Linked DNA regions of Sus scrofa: region 2 is linked to region 1. Evidence: chromatin contacts called from public promoter capture Hi-C data. All regions are on one chromosome and are shown on one strand. The core of a region is the stretch at or near the end of the contact, and the rest is flanking DNA. Distances in the headings are between cores, read along the strand shown.

Region 1 (2,731 bases), core at 162-2,661:
TCCTCACTGTTTAGGGTTTGCAAGCTCATTGTCAGTGCAAAGTTTTTTCTTTTCCCTTTGCATCTGGCTCCCCCTCCTTCGGCTTATCAGTTTTGATGGTGGTCCCATCAGGTCTGCTCCACAATCAGGGCTCCTGTCTCAGGGTGATGTGGGGGACCTAGAGAGCCCAGATGAGGCTTGGTTTCTTTTTCTTTCTGCCTCCTCAGCCCACCCTCTCGCTCAAAGCCAGGACCTGAGTGCTGAGCAGCAATAATTCTGTGTGCCAGAGGAACCAGGGCCCTGACCTCAGGCCTTGCGGCCCAGCAGTGCGCCTGCACTGGTCTTCCGTGACATCTGGAGCAAAACTGGACTGCAACTTCAGTGTCCCACTCATCTTTTAAATTTCTTTGATTTTAGTTTTTGTATTTTCTAATGGCTATGTGTTTGGGACAAAGGGAAGCCAAAGAGTCTTCTGGACTGGGTGACTGTTGCATAGTCATTTGCTATGATATTTATTTATGGCTCCCTATTTTCAAAAAAGATATTTGTTGCTAGGCAACAAAAAAGTCTTTAACTGTACGTGTTCAAGACTACAAAAGCCATCCACGGAGCCTCATTGCCTCCTAGAAATTCCATAAAACAGCTTATTGAAGGATGTGGGAAGAGGGACAGGGCTCCCTGCGGAAACGGTTAAAGCGATATATGAATGCGTACAAAGTTATTCACGGCCCACAGAGCAATTAGGTGAGATATATATACACAAGGATTAAGTGCATCTTCAAAATGGATGCCCTGCTTGGGAGAAGAGTAAACAGGAGGCGATGAACGCCTCTCTGATCATCTAGAAGTTTCCACGCGACAAATGGAATTCCAATATCCGACCATGCATTTTCTCAATGTGAACAGGTTCTCTATAGCCAGTTGATTTACATTTGATTCCATTCTCGAATGTTTCTTGCGGTTGGTGCTAGAGAAACAGCTGAGTGAAATAAACTGACTCCAGGAATGCGCAGTAGGGGGCGGCAGAGGTAAACATACAAAGACAATGACGTTTGACAGAGGAGCTCTAACTCAAGAACTCAAACGCAATGATGTTATGCTCATCATAACGGGATGAGTATAATATTGGGATCTGGACATCTGTAAGAGGCCGGGGGTGCGGGAGCAAAGTTAGTTAACTGCGTTGGGTGGTTGTCAGGGAAAGTTGCACAGACAACCGGGTACTTCGGCTGAGTTCACGTGGGGAGCAGGCGTCCCCGGAGGGTGAAGGCTAACCGGCTGCAGGGACCAGGGCTGCACAGGCTCTAACCCAGCGCCCCGAAGGTCAAGGAAGTTCAAGGCAACGACAGGCGCAGCCTGGACGACGGCCGCCGCGGTGGTTCCGGCTCCCGCCGCCAGAAGGCGCCGCAGCGCCGCACCTTCCAGGCCCGTTCGTTTCCGGGCCTGGGCCCGGCGCCGCCATCAGAATCGGGCGCGTCCCCGCCGCGCGCGGCGACCCGTCTTCCGCTCCCGTTACCGAGGCAACCGCTGCGCCTACTCCGCGCCGGTCGCGATAGTCCGTCCGTGCCATTTTCAAACTGTCCCAGCGCCGGAGCCGGTGTCCGCGGCGGCGGAAGCCAGCGAGCGAGGCAGGCGCAGGGGATGCGACCGCGAGCGGAGGGAGCGGCAGCCGGGGCGGCGGGTGAGCACGGACCGGGCGGGCGGCGCGGTGGGGGAGGAAGTGGGGCCCGGGCGGGGACTCTGGCGCCGCGGCCGCCCGCTGGCGGGAGCCGTGCGGGGAGCGGGTTCGGGCTGCGGACCTGGCTCCGCCGCTGCGCTCGCGGCAGCCTCCACCGGCCCCGCGCAGCCGCTGCTGCTGGCCGGTTGCTCGAGGTGGGAGCGCCCTCTTCCCAGCTGGTCCCTCGGCGCTTGGTAAACGCAGACAGGCCCGAGCGCAGGCCGAGCCTTGGCGGCGACCTCCGCCCGTTTGCGGCTCTCAGGGAAGGACCCGGTTCGGTTCGGGCCTGGGCGTAGACACGTCCCGGGCCTCTGGGAAAACGCGCCGCGCTGGCTCCGGGTGGTGGTGAGCGCGCGTGGAGCGCCGAGCCTCCGCGCCTGTTGTCCTGCAGGGAGCTGAGTACAGACGCTCCTGGAGCGGGGGTGGGGAACGTTGGTACCAGCTTTTTGTCCTTCTTGGAAGGATTTTAATCTTTCATCTCTCTTGTGTGTTGATGAGTGTTTTGATTCGTACTCCTGCTTCTCTATCTTAGAAGGATGTGAGCAGGTAGTATTTCTGGGTAACCAAAGTCGGTGCCAGACAAGGAGAAATGTTTGGATGGCGAGGTCCTGCTGGTTCTGGGTTTTTTTATTTTTATTCTCTTGCTTTTTAGGGCCGCACCCCTTGAATGTGGAAGTTCCCAGGCTAGGCGTCAAATTGGAGCCACAGCTGCCTGTCTGCACCACAGCCACAGCAATGCAGGATCCAATCCCTGTCTGTGACGTGCACCACAGCTCAGGCAACGATGGATCCTTTTTTTTGTCTTTTTGCCTTTTCTAGGGCCACTTGCTGCGGCATATGGAGGTTCCCAGGCTAGGGGTTCAATCGGAGCTGTATTCGCCAGCCTACGCCAGAGCCACAGAAACGCAGGATCCCAGCCGCATCTGCGATCTACACCACAGCTCAGGGCAACACTGGATCCTTAACCCACTGAGCAAGGTCAGGGATTGAACCCACAGCTTCATGGTTCCTAGTCGAATTCGTTAACCACTGCGC
Region 2 (2,731 bases), core at 109-2,608, 450 kb after region 1:
TGCCTTGTGGAAGCTTCGTAACACTTTCAGTGACAATGTCAAATCTAGGTTTATATTTCTTAACCGAATTGTTTATATCAACTCCAGTTTAATTAGTAAGAAATGGAAAGATCACGAAGCAGAGTTATTTTTTAACTAAAAGGGATCTATATCAATTTTTCCAAAATCAATAGGTATTCTGTCATACAGGAACTACTCTCCTCTCTCTCTTTTAAGAATGGATTTATCCTGGCATTTTCTTACTACCAACATTTTCATTCATTATTTAAAACGTTTACCAATGAATTGTTTGCAGATGCCCTACTCCCTGTGATTGTGTTATTTTCTGTTAATGTATATGAGATCTAGAACCCAACCGGTAGATCCTTTTGAACACCAACTAATCCCGTTTTCCCGGGTTTGAATCCCCAATTTCCAACAGCTACAACTACGTTCAAATACACAAATCTACTCAATAGCTCTGTCCTTGCAAACAATAGCTTGTGGTGGTTGCAGACTCCGCGCGAAACCTCAACCAACGAGCTTTAGGTCCTGGACCCGCAGTCACACCACAGAAGCATATCACAAGCACAGCGCCAGGCTCTGGGAGATTAAAACCCACAAGCAGCCCGGTAGGAACCCCGACTGGGTTAGTCCAAGCGAACCCGAGCCTTACCAACTGGCCAGACCCATGGGGGGTGCACGACACTGGAGCTAGGTGAGCCCCTACAGAGCATTAAGGGTTGCAAGGGACAAGGCTGCAATCTGGTGAGGCAAGGTAATCTCCGCGCACACCTGGGCAATCTGGCGGATGCCGCAGGGAACCGGTCCAGGTAAGAGAGCGGTCCCGCCTCCCGTCCTCGGTGGAGAACTCGGGCAGATGCAGACACAGGCTCCGCCATCCCCACCCCGCAGCCAGCTGCTCACCGGTGCTGCAGCCCTACAAGTCCCAGAGTGATCACGTGCGGCACATCCAGCTGCGTGGGCCACTCTCCTGAGGCAATGCACCCGAACACACCGCACTCCTCTCGGACCCCCAGCTCCTCCAGCTCCATGTCGTCGAAAGCACGTGGAGGGAGCGGCCGCCGCAGGAGGAGTCTAAGCACCAACCAGCTGCTCGCTCGGCCTGGGGCACCAGAGGCTCGCGCGGATGAAGCCCCTTCCTTCCAGGCGGCAGGACCCTCGCTACTGCGGCGGCGCGTGCTCCCCTCTAGTGAGTGTAATTTAGCTCGCCCCGCCCCTGCCCCGCCCCTCACAACCCACCAATGAGCGGAGGCGGAGGGTGGGCTCCGCGGTTAGGGCGGGGCCAGGGCTCCCGTGGGTGGAGCTAGTCCTTTACCTAAGCCCTTAGGGAAGGTAATTTTCCTGCTTGGGAGAATCTCCGTTATTTTCTGGCATCCAAGCTAGGGGTGATGAGGCTAGCTGGGTGGAGGTCGCTTCTCTCCCAGAGAAAGTAAACTTTTTGTGTCCCTCCCCACATGCTTTCCCCTGGGCGTCACTACTTGGTATGCTCCAACCTCTGACCCGCTCTCTCAGCGGAGGAGGGGGCCGGGTGGGCGAGCCGCCGCGGGGTGGGGAGGGGCCGCCGGTGCGCGCCACTTTCCTGTCTTCTGGCTCTGCGCCCGCGCGCAGGGCGGTGCACCCGCCGCGTTGCGGCGCCTGCGCCGCGGGAAGCCTGCGAGAAGCGGTGGCCCCCGGCGTTCAAGTTCCTCTCCGGCTGCAGAGACCCCCGGGAGTCCCGCTCCGTTGTGGTGCTCGGAGTCCGAGAGGGGGCGCCGTGCATCCCGCGGCCCCGCCGGGGGCGTGTCTGGGGCCGTGCCTCCCTTCCCCGCCCTGGGAGCCTCTGATTGCGCTTCTTTTCCAGAGTCCTCCCTCTTGTGCAGTCGCTGCAGCTGCCCCCAGCCCGCTCCGGACAATGGCGACGGCTGAGGGTGAGTAATCAGCGGCCCGGGGAGTTGGGTTTCCTGCTTCCGCGGCCTTCCAGCTCCTCGGCCTCGAGCTCGAGGGCTCGACGCGGACAGGTGCGCTCTTCACTGCCCAGATCACAGCCTCCCGGGCAGTGCCTGGCTTCCCGCACCCGCCCCTCCGGACGAGCGGACACGTGGCCCGGGCGCCGGAGCGGTGCATTGGAAACAAAGCGCTCCCAGCCTCCCAACTTTCTGAAACATCCAGAACTGCCTCTGGCATGGGGAAAAGGAGCAAAGGGTAATTAAAACGAGAAATGGTCAGAGGTTGGAGAGCTGCCTGGAAATCGCGCTTGCAGTCAATAGATATTGCAAAAGAGTTCACGGGAACATGTGGTGTCGACTCTTCAAAGTCTTGCTTTTTCCTGTTACGTTAATAATAACCTGCTATTTCATAAAATTAGTAATTGAACGTTTTGAAAAATTTAAAATTTGCTGTCCAAGTTTTGTGTGTGTGTTTTAGTTTTTTGTACCAATGATGGCCTTGGAGAGTTCCAAAACCACCAGACCAAAAAAGTTTGCTTCTTCACTTTGCATTGACCCTATTACATATTTACATAATACTAATTTTGTTCGCTCATGATTAGGATCCTCAGGAAAGATCCTTTGTGTTATTTTTACTGATAAAACTGCCCTCCTCCCATACTCTATTTCTTTCTCTCTCTCTCTTTTTTTTTTTTTTTTTGCTTTTTAGGGTGGTACCACGCGGCAGGCATATGGAGGTTCCCAAGCTAGAGGTCAAACCTTAGCTGCAGCTGCTAGCCTACAGCACAGCCACAGCAATGTGG

Evidence for each region. Promoter capture Hi-C pulls out the DNA fragments that hold promoters and counts their contacts.
Region 2: a promoter capture Hi-C map of fetal liver shows a contact between it and region 1, with 5 times the contacts expected there. The contact joins the promoter of PAICS here to the promoter of CEP135 in region 1. A contact is called at or near these places in 2 of 5 promoter capture datasets (fetal liver and fetal skeletal muscle), 4 of 47 Hi-C or Micro-C datasets (embryonic fibroblasts, retroperitoneal adipose tissue and subcutaneous adipose tissue) and 2 of 2 datasets of contacts at active chromatin or transcription factors (alveolar macrophages and skeletal muscle).

The regions. Positions count from the first base shown.
Region 1 is chr8:55,249,491-55,252,221 of Sscrofa11.1, forward strand. It overlaps CEP135 (centrosomal protein of 135 kDa), which reads left to right and starts at 1,412. Exons shown (of 26, transcript XM_021101350.1): 1 at 1,412-1,660.
Region 2 is chr8:55,699,342-55,702,072 of Sscrofa11.1, forward strand. It overlaps PAICS (multifunctional protein ADE2), which reads left to right and starts at 1,359. Exons shown (of 10, transcript XM_021101375.1): 1 at 1,359-1,484; 2 at 1,844-1,910. The coding sequence starts at 1,458. It overlaps PPAT (amidophosphoribosyltransferase), which reads right to left and starts at 1,736. Exons shown (of 11, transcript XM_003482396.4): 1 at 907-1,736. The coding sequence starts at 1,034.